2 separate regions of the Sus scrofa genome follow, and region 1 is linked to region 2. A link is a contact called in public Hi-C data. All regions are on one chromosome and are shown on one strand. The core of a region is the stretch at or near the end of the contact, and the rest is flanking DNA. Distances in the headings are between cores, read along the strand shown.

What was found. Hi-C and Micro-C count contacts between places; a contact is called where the count stands out from the background.
Region 1: a contact with region 2 is called in a Hi-C map of embryonic fibroblasts, with 2.1 times the contacts expected there. The contact joins the promoter of SPRED3 here to the promoter of CATSPERG in region 2. A contact is called at or near these places in 2 of 47 Hi-C or Micro-C datasets (both in embryonic fibroblasts) and 1 of 2 datasets of contacts at active chromatin or transcription factors (alveolar macrophages).

The regions. Positions count from the first base shown.
Region 1 is chr6:47,300,142-47,305,195 of Sscrofa11.1, reverse strand. It overlaps SPRED3 (sprouty-related, EVH1 domain-containing protein 3), which reads right to left and starts at 2,985. Exons shown (of 6, transcript XM_021094342.1): 1 at 2,833-2,985; 2 at 1,164-1,251. The coding sequence starts at 1,247. GGN (gametogenetin) reads left to right here and starts at 3,620. Exons shown (of 3, transcript XM_005664585.3): 1 at 3,620-3,873; 2 at 4,637-5,054. The coding sequence starts at 4,656.
Region 2 is chr6:47,250,180-47,254,926 of Sscrofa11.1, reverse strand. It overlaps CATSPERG (cation channel sperm-associated protein subunit gamma), which reads right to left and starts at 2,620. Exons shown (of 27, transcript XR_002344645.1): 1 at 2,394-2,620; 2 at 1,365-1,648; 3 at 1,224-1,277.

The DNA of each region.
Region 1 (5,054 bases), core at 1,736-4,235, 50 kb before region 2:
CATCCCACAAACCTAATTTCTCAATCCTAGGAGTACCCTGTAGCCCCGATCAACACCCCAACACCACCCCCAAATTGTACTGAGAACACCTCTGATACCCCAGTATTTTCCCCAATCCCCTTGATCCCTACATTTGCCTAACACCTCCCTCTGATATCTCAAGAGGAATCCCAAATTTTACTGAATGCCTCAAAAAATTAGTCAGCCTCCTTCTGAGATCCAATATCCCCCATTTGACTCAATTGGACCCCCCAAACTTTACTGAACATCTCAAAATATTATTATTTATCCCCTTCTGATGCCCCAAGAATCTCCCCCAAACACTACCCCTCAAATTCGTCTCCAGCTCCCACAGCTTTCCCCTCTGATGCTAGTCAACACCTCGGATGGTCCCTCATTTTCTGGCCCAACACAACTGCATTCTTTTACACCCTTTCAAATCCCCCTACACGCTTCCTTCCACCCTCTGTTCTGAAAGGCAACCCTTACCCCAAGCCTTCTCAATCCAGTTCTTTCTACTACCTCCCTGGCTGAAACGTCAACATCTCTTTCCACTTCATGCCAGACAGTCCAGAATATTCCTGCTGAACCCACAATAGGATTGTAAACCCTCTCTGACACTTCCAGATGGGCCCCCACCAAATGCCTCCATATATTTAGAGCAGTCAGGGGCCCGTGGTGTAAATGCCTCCTGGTGAGGATCTCTGAGCAAGATGGAGCCACGGGGAGGGTTCTGAGCAGAGGAGGGATGTGATCTGAGTCAGGTGTTAGCACAGCCCCTGTGGAACAGACCGAAGGTGGGGGAGGGAGCAGGAGCAGGGCAAGGAGACCAGGGGGGAGGCTGCTGTGACAGTCGAGCAGGCAGTGGCAGTGGACAGGACCTGCTTCATAGCCCCAGTAGTCCGGAAACTCTCAACTCGTATCCAGAGGACAGACATTCACTTCCAACTCCATCCCACACCCCGGTTTGATCCGGGCTGGGAGATGACCGGACCACACCTCTGCATTCCCAGCCCCGTTCCCCTACTTCCCCACACCCCACACCACCCCCATGCCCCAGGGTGGCTCACTTTCTGGTCCCGGAGGCGCTCCCCGTGGATGACGTAGTGCCCCTGGCGGGCCCCCCCCTCGGGCCTGGCCCCTCGGACCCGACATACGCTCACCTGGCTGAGGCCCCCGCCCCCCACAGGCAGCCAGCCCCCACTGGAGTCATCTCGGGCCATCACCACGGCTCGGACCCGAACCATGTACCTGGAGGAGTTTGGGGGGGACAGAGACAACACCGTCAGTGAGCCCCAATCCTGTTCTCCTATTCAGTGTCCCCCCCATCCTTCACCTCCCCTCTTCAGCTCCCTCAGCTGGATCTACTGCACCCTCAGCCAGCCTGTACCTCACCTTCCATACCCACCTCCACCCCATGCCACCTTCTCCCCGTCCCCATCACGTCTCTTCTGCCCATCTTCTTCCCCATGCCCACCTTCCTCCAGCACTGCTTCTTTCTTCCTCTTGCCATCTCCTTCCTCCCATGCCTACCTTTTCCTCCATAGCTACCTTTTTTCTCCCTACCCACCTTTTCTCCCTCTCCCCATCTTGCCCGTCCTCACCCCCCATAGCTTTGCTCTTCCACTTCCCTTCCTCCTCCTGCTCATCCCCTATCAACCTCTCTCCTTCTCCTCCCTCTGCACGTACCCACAGCCCCACCCATCGTCCCCCTCACAGCTGGGTGCCTGCGCATATGTATTTTCTTAGAGCCCATCAACTCAGCCCCAGTCCCCCCTACACTGCCTCCGCACCCTGCCGCCCAGGCCACTGGCTGGGTGAGAAACCCAGGCTCTCTTCCCCCCACCCCTTCCCGGATTTATGAATGAGACCGGATGCAAAGCTCATTGAGTCACCCGGCAACGGGAGATGGGCAGAGAGCAGGGAGAGAACCAGAAATGGCCAGAGACAGGCCGAAAGGGAGATGGAGGCAGAAGAAGCCAGGAACGGGCGACCGAGACACATCCAGAGAGCATTTCATTCACAAAATCAAGGTTGCTCCCTCAGGCCCCTGCCGAGGAAAGGCAAGGGGGAGAGATTGCGGGCGGGCAGGCGGGCGGGGAGGGGGGAATTGATCCCTCCTCTTCCCTCTCCCGGCCCCAGCATCCTTCAGAACCATCTTACCCCGCCCCCCAGCCCCCCTCCCCCCTGTTCAGGGACCATAGCCCTCCGCCCAGCAATCAGGATCAGCCTCCAACCCCTCACTACCACCTAGCGCAGGGACCTTGGTGCCCCAGCCTCAAGCACCCAAGCCACGAGCTCTAGCCCCTTCCCCCACCAGCAGGCTGTCGGGTTTCCCCAGCCTTTCGGGAGGGGAAGGGGCCGCCGCAGCGCCCCCAGCCCCCTTTTCTCAATGGGATGGGATTTTGTGAATGAGCAGTCACGTGACGCTGCTTCCTTTGTCCGCCCGCCTCCCCCGACAACAGGTGAAGCAGAGAAAGAGGGCAGGGGTCCCCCCCCAGGGCCTACTGGGATGGGATGCCGGGATTTCTGGGTGCCCTACGCTCCCTATGATCTGTTTCCTGGGGGGAGTGGTCCCCAGATTTCCTCAATGGTGGGGGTCCAGTACGGAAATTATGAATGGGGTGTCCTCGTAGGAAGTCCAGGCCCCCCCAAATGGAGACTGGTACCCCAAATGGCTGCCGCGCAGTTTAGGAGCCCCCACCCCCTTGTCCTTCCAGCCAGGGTCTGGGGGCGTCCCGGTGGACAGGAGGCGCTGCGCGGTCCCGGCTGCCCCCTCACCGTGACAGGCCGTCTGTCAGCCCCCGCCCCCTCGCCCCCCTCGGCACCTGCCTGGAAGGCTCCGGCCGGGCTCCGAGCGGTGGCGACGTGGCCTCCTCCTCCTCCTCCTCTTCGCTCCAGCTCCCTCGCTGGCTCCGGCGGCGCTAGAGACGGGCACCGGGAGCCGGGGCGAGGGGGGAGGGAGGGGAAACCTGGTAGATGGGGGGGGAGGGGGCGGCTTGGGGGGAGGGGTAAGCGCGAGGCAGGCGCACTTGCCCGCTGGGTCCTAGAGCCCGGCCCTGGCTCCAGCGAACAGCCCCCCAGCCCCCATTTTCTTAGGATCCAGAAAGGATCCCCTCCTTTCCCACCCATCTGTGCCATTGGTCCCTGAGGATGTAGGGAGGGAGTCTAGGACAGAGCTTGCTCTGGATGTTCTAAAGAGGCAAGGTCTATGTTTTGGGTTCTAAATGGGAGTGGCGGGGTGCCTGGCGGGGTTCGAAAAGGGGTGGGGCGAGAAGGGAGCATCGCTAGGGGGCGGGGTCGGAGGGCCTGGAAAAGGAGAGTGAAGACGCGGGAGGCGCGGACGAGCGCGTGCGTCATAGAAGGGGCGGATCCACAGAGGAAGGGCCTTCTGGGCGAGCCAGAGGAAAGAGGGTCTTGGGAGGAGAGGTTGTCCTTGTAGGACGGAGCTTACAAGTAAACTGCCTTTAGGGGCCGGACGACGGAGAGTTCCAAAAGGGAGGAGCTACGCAGCTGTGTTCATAATGGGCGGAGCTTCAGGAGAGAAACTAACGGAGAGGGCGGGGCATTGTGAAGGGGCGGGGCTTAAAAGAACGTTCTACAGGGGTGGGGCCTAGGACTGCAAGGCCTGGGGGCGGGGAAGAAGACACTGGAGTATTTCAAAGGGAGATCCAGGTTCCTAAGGGGCAGTGCTCAAGCTGGCACACGGGGCGGGGGGCTCGAGCCTATGGGCGGGGCCTAGGTCTCGGGGTCCGCTCTTGCTGCCTCGCCCGCTTGCCCCGTTCTTTTCGGTTACTTTCTGCTGCGGCCGTTCCCCTCCCTCCCCTGGGCCCAGGGGGCCGCGGTCCGAACTTCGGTCGGCTGGTGGAGTCGGTGAGTGGGATCCTCTGAGAGGAGGAGCGAGGGCGGAGCTTGGGGGAAGGGGTGGAGCCTGAGTATGAGGTCTGCCGCTAGACCTGGAGCAGGAAAAGAAATTTAGCAGTGAAGCCTGGGAAGAGGGCGGGAACCAAATAATCAATTGAGAGGGAGTTGAGGGTTAGAGGTGAGGACTGAGGGGTTAGCACGACAAAAATATCTGGATTTGTTAAGCGGAGGCGGGGCCAGACCTGGGGAGGGTTGGGGGGTCTGGTTGAGAAGGCCCGATTCCCTGACAATCGGGGGCGGGACCAGAGGGAGGAGGCGGGGCCTGGGCCAAAGAAACCTTGTTGAGAGTTCAGGGAGAGAAGCTGGTACTCCTTGGTCTTACAAGCTACAGAGTACAATCACCACGCGTGTTGTGGCCTGAGTAACTGGCAAGGAAGGCGGGCAAGGCCTATGTCTTGGAGTCTAGAGACCTCGGATGTGGTCAAAGCGAAGGGATGTGATCTGAGGGTCCAGATAGGAAGACAGGTACTGAACCTTAGTACACTAAGAGAATGGGGACTCTGTACCTGAACAGCAGCTGTATGGGTCCACGGGGAAGAAGATGTGAACGTCAAGAGCAGAGAAATAGGAATGCGGCTAGAGACTAGTTCCCGAGTGGATATCGGAGGACAAGGGCAGGGCGGGTGAGGATAGATAGGACCAAGTACAACTCTGCCTCGTGGGTTTCCCCCAGCCCTGATAGATTGACTGGCTGACGTTTTTCTGACCACAGTCCCTGACCTCCGTCAGAAATGGGGAACGTGCAGTCGGAGCCGTCCGCTGGCGGGGGCTCCCGAAAAGAGCAGGCCTCGGGCCGGTCCTCCGACTCCCGCCGGACATCCTTGATGGAGCCCGAGGTGACCCCCTCTTCCCCAGCCATGCGCCTGGCTCGAGGGCTGGGTGTCTGGTTCCCTGGCAGCTCTCCGCCCCCAGGACTCCTGGTACCCCCGGAGCCCCAGGCCTCACCCTCACCCCTGCCCCTGACCTTAGAACTGCCCTCGCCAGTGACGCCTCCTTCAGAGGAGGCGGCTGCGGCCACGGTCTCTACGCCACCCCCGCCCCCCGTGGGGACCCTGCTGCCCGCGCCGTCTAAGTGGCGAAAACCCACGGGCACTTCGGTGCCCCGAATCCGCGGTCTGCTGGAGGCGAGC
Region 2 (4,747 bases), core at 1,371-3,870:
GTATATCTTATAAGGAACTACTTTATAAACTAGTATCCAGTATATAAAAAGAGATTTTACAATGCAACATTGAAATGGGCAAAGGATTTGAATAGACATTTCTCCAAAGACAGATAAATGGGCAATGAACATATGAAAATATGTTCAGCATCATTAGTTATGAGGCAAATGCTAATCAAAACCACATTGAGATACCCCTTCACACATACTAGATGGCTACTGTCAAAAAGATGGACAATAACAGGTGCTGATGAGGATGGAGAGAAACTGGAAGGCTCTCACTGTCGATGGGAATGTGAAAGCCTGCACAGCAGGTCCTCAGAAGTGAAACAGGGTTAACATATGACCCAGTCATTCCTTTCTTAGGTATATACTGAAGGGAAGTCAAAACATGTTTACACAAAAACATGTTCATAATAGCCCTCCCTAAATGGGTAATAACCCAAATGTCCATCCATTAATGAAGGAATAAGCAAAATGCAGCACATTCATACAACTGAATACTACTCAAGCCTAAGAAGGAAATACTGATCCATGCTGTAGCATAGCTTTGAGAACATGCTAAGAAACCGGAGGCTTCTTCCATATGATTCCATTTATATGAAATGTCCAGAATAAACAAATTTACAGGGGCAGAAAGTAGATTAGTGGTCTCCAGGGCTGGAGGGATGGGGGTACAGTGTTTCCTTTTGAGGTGATGAAAATGTTCTGGAACAAGATAGCGGTGATGGTTGCACACCTTTGTGAATACACTAAATGTTATTGAATTGTATACTTTAAAATGGTAAGTTTTATGCTATCTGAAATCTCTCATGTATACACACACACACATAATGTCTTTTTAGGGCCGCACCAGTGACACCCGGAAGATCCCAGGCCAGGGGTTGAATCAGAGCTGCAGCTGCCAGGCTACACCACAGCCACAGCCACATAAAATCCCGGCTTCGTCTGCAACCTACACTTCAGCTCACAGCAACACCAGATCCTTAACCCACTGAGCAAGGCCAGGGATTGAACCCGCATCCTCATGGATACCAGACGGGTTCGTTACCGCTGAGCCACAAGGGGAACTCCTATACCTCTATTTTTTAATAGAGCACCAACCATGTGCTTGGTGGGATAACAGGAATCTTTGTGAATATTTAAGGTCCCTGCTATTCAAATGTTAGAGATGGAGAAACAGGCCTGAACAGAATGAGCCCACCCCCGCTGCACCCACTCACCTCTCCTCTGCAGGAGTAGTTGATCTTCAGGAAGTAAGGAAAGCCCAGGTATCTCTGCAAGGATAAGCTGGGCAAATGTCTGGAGCCCAGTGAGGTGCCTGTCCAGGACCTCTCCCGTTCTCCAGACCCCAGTCCCCTCACCTCGTCCGGGTCGATGGGTGCATCCACCAGCAGGCTGAACACTTCGTCCACTGTGTCCAGGGGCTCTTGATTGAAAAAACGATCGCTTGCGTGGTTCTTGCCTACTGTTTCAAAGTTGTTCAGGACAACCTGCCAGGTGCACTCCAGGGTATCCTTTATCGCCCACAACCTCCATGGTGCCAATAGCACCACCAGAAGTGCCCACAGCGCCCGCAGGACTCGGAGTCTCGGCCACGCAGGGCCAGCAGGGGACATGTTGGGGCAGTGGGCAACGTGGCTTCAACCTGGAAAATGCGGAGGTCACCAGCCGGCAATACAACTCTTGGTAGGTGCCGTCTGAGATCCCGCCTAGCTCCTGCGCCTGGCCCCCACCGGACCCCCGGCCCCGTCCCTGCTCAGACTTCTGGCCCCACCCCTGTTCTTGCTCCTAACTACACCCCTACTCTTGCTCCCAGCTCCGCTCCAGTTCTTGCTTCTAGCTTCGCTCCTGCTAGTGCTACCGGCTCCACCCCTACTCTTGCTCCTGGCTCCACTTCTGCTCCAGACCACGGCCCTACCCCAGGCGGTGCCCCAGGCCCTGCCAGTATTGCAATTCCGGACACCACCTCTGCTACTACTCCCGGTCCCGCCCCTACTGTTGCTCCTGGCAACGCCTCTGCCCCTGGTTTCTCCCCGATTTCTCCTCTCACCCCTTAACCTTGCCCCACCCTTCTTTGCTCTGCCCCTGCTCTGCCTCCCACCCCTACTCCTCACTCCGTCTCGGATTCTGTTTCTCGATTTAACTGCCCCACAACTATTTTCCCCAGTCCCTCTGTACCTGGCTCCGACCCTGCTTATTGCCCCGCCCCATCCCTTCTCTTCGCACCGCCCCTTTCTCCGCGCACGTGCTCGGGCTCTGCCCACGTACCGGGCCCTGGCTCTAGATCTGTCCCTCTCCGGATCCTGTTCCCGGACCCGCCCCACGCCCCGCACCTTCCCCTGTTTCTCGGCTGTTTCTTGCTCCCCGCTCTGCTTTTGCCCTTTATCGACCTGTCCTTCTCCCTCCTGGGAGAGCTGTTCTTCCCGAGCCTGCTCCTCGCCACGCCCCCTCATGTGGCCCCGCCCCTTCTCCTTAGATACAGTTTCTTTGCCTTGGGAACTCTTCTCGCCACTGGTCTTCCCTTCGCTCCGCACCCTCTCCTCGCCCTGCACTGTCTCCTCATTCCTTGCCGGCGCTACCCTGTGCGTCAGTACTTTCTCTGTCTTCACTTTCCTCCCGAACCGCGACACCTTTTGGCCCCACCCCTTCTTCTCACCACTCCTTTCCATGCCCTGGACAATTCGCGGCTCTACGCTCCGCCTCTCCGAGCCCCGCCCCTATTCATCACCCAGCTTCTTAGCCTTGCCCCGCTCTTCCTCTGCCCCGCCCCTACTGTGCCCAGTCCCTCCGCGCTCCAAATTTTCCCCAGCCTTTTCCTTCCTCGCCTCCCTCCTCCCCTTCCCTCCCCTTCTTAACCCCGCCCCCGCCCCCCGCATCCCTCCCGGGGATGGCACCAGGCACCACCCCCTTCTCCCCGCCCCGTGGTACCAGTCACTAGGTTAAAACCGGTCAACCGTCTCTCCGCCGCTCCAGTCCCGCCCCCTCTTGCCCGGTCTCAAAATGGCCGACAGCACTTCTACAACCCACTTCCGCCTTTCTCGAGGAAACTTCTCCCCCGCTTGCCGGTATCCATGGTAACGCGCATCCCAACTAGCGCCTACAGCTTGGGAACAGAGTCAGCGCGGTGCTCCACACCCATTTGGGGCCTGAACGGCAGAGGGTGCTAGAGACGAAGTTTGTGATAGGAAGGTCTTCAAGGAGTTCCTATTGGTGGTTCTGGCCTACTCATCCTTCTACTCAATCAGATTTTAATATCACAATTCTAGTGAAAAAAAAGTTTGGTCTCCATGTGGGAATTGATCGCCTGCGGCTTAACTTCTTCCTCTACAGAACAGGGCAGCCATCTCATAGAGTTGTTTTGGGAAGTCAATAAGCTAACACATGAAGAATGCCTGGCACAAATAAATATTCAATGAGTTAGTTTTCATTGGTATTCTGATGCCTAACAGACTCAGATCATGCCTTTTTTTTTTTTTTTTTTCCTTTTAATGGCTTCACCCACAGCATGTGGAAGTTCCCAGGCTAGGGGTCGAATTGGAGCTACATCTCCCGGCTACTCCACAGCCACAGCAACGCCAGATCTGAGCCACATATGCAAACTACACAGCAGCTTGTAGCAATGCTGGCTCCTTAACCCACTGAGTGAGACTACGGATCAAACCCACATCCTCATGTGGGGTTCTTAACCTGCTGAACCACAAGGGGAACTCCAGACCATGACTTTTTGATGATCTGCAAAGCTGACTTTACTCTAAAAACCCATGATTTTCCAACTTTAATGTGCCTTAAAGGACTTGCTGAAACAGATTTTTGGGCTCCATCTCCAGGATTTTTGATTCAGTAAGTCTGAGATGGGGCTGGAGAATTGCATCAGGTGATGCTGATACTGATGGTCTGGGGACAACACCTTATGAACCAATGCTCTAAAGCTTTCCATGCCACCCCAGGACCCCAGGGAAACACCCAAACTCGCTTGCTTTCCAGAGCCCTGTACGATCCCATCCCTGTTGTCCTTCCTGTCCTGCTCATCTCTTTTCTCCCTCTGTAGTCCAAAGCCTAGTCACACAGAGCAACTTGAATGTCCTTGAGCAGGGGTGCTCGCTCTCCTCCAGACTGTGTCCAAACTATAACACTCTCTGGGATACTATTTCCTACTTTATCCCCTGCTGACCATTTTCCTTCCTTCAGGTCTTGTCTGTGATACCTGAGTGGCCCCCATCCTTCCCCTGACCACTCTAGGCCATGATGTCAGGGAATGCATCTTTGTTTCCCACTGCATCACAGGCATGGAAGGCTTTGGAGCACTGGTTCATAAGGTGTTATCCCCAGACCATCAGTATCAGCATCATCTGATGTAAAGTTTCCAACTCAGGGCAACACAGCCCAGAACAGACGTTCTTTGAAAATGAAGAGCTGGTGGAAGTCTCCCCAGTCCCAGCACTCCCCACCTCCCCAGACCAGGGAGGGTAACTTCATCTGAGAGAAGAAATCTCAGCTGTGAATATGAGCCCTTCTAGACCCACAGAGGCAGAGACTGGGGTCTCCTCATGACAAACATCCCCCAATTCTGCATGTAGCCCCACCAGGGGGATGTGCCTCTATTACTGTGATGATTCATGCCACCCGCATATCCATGAATAAAACATAGAAATAACTTATGGGATGTGTCCCAGAGAAGGCACTGCAGACATTTAAAAAATATATATAGGAGTTCCCGTCGTGACGCAGTGGTTAACGAATCTGA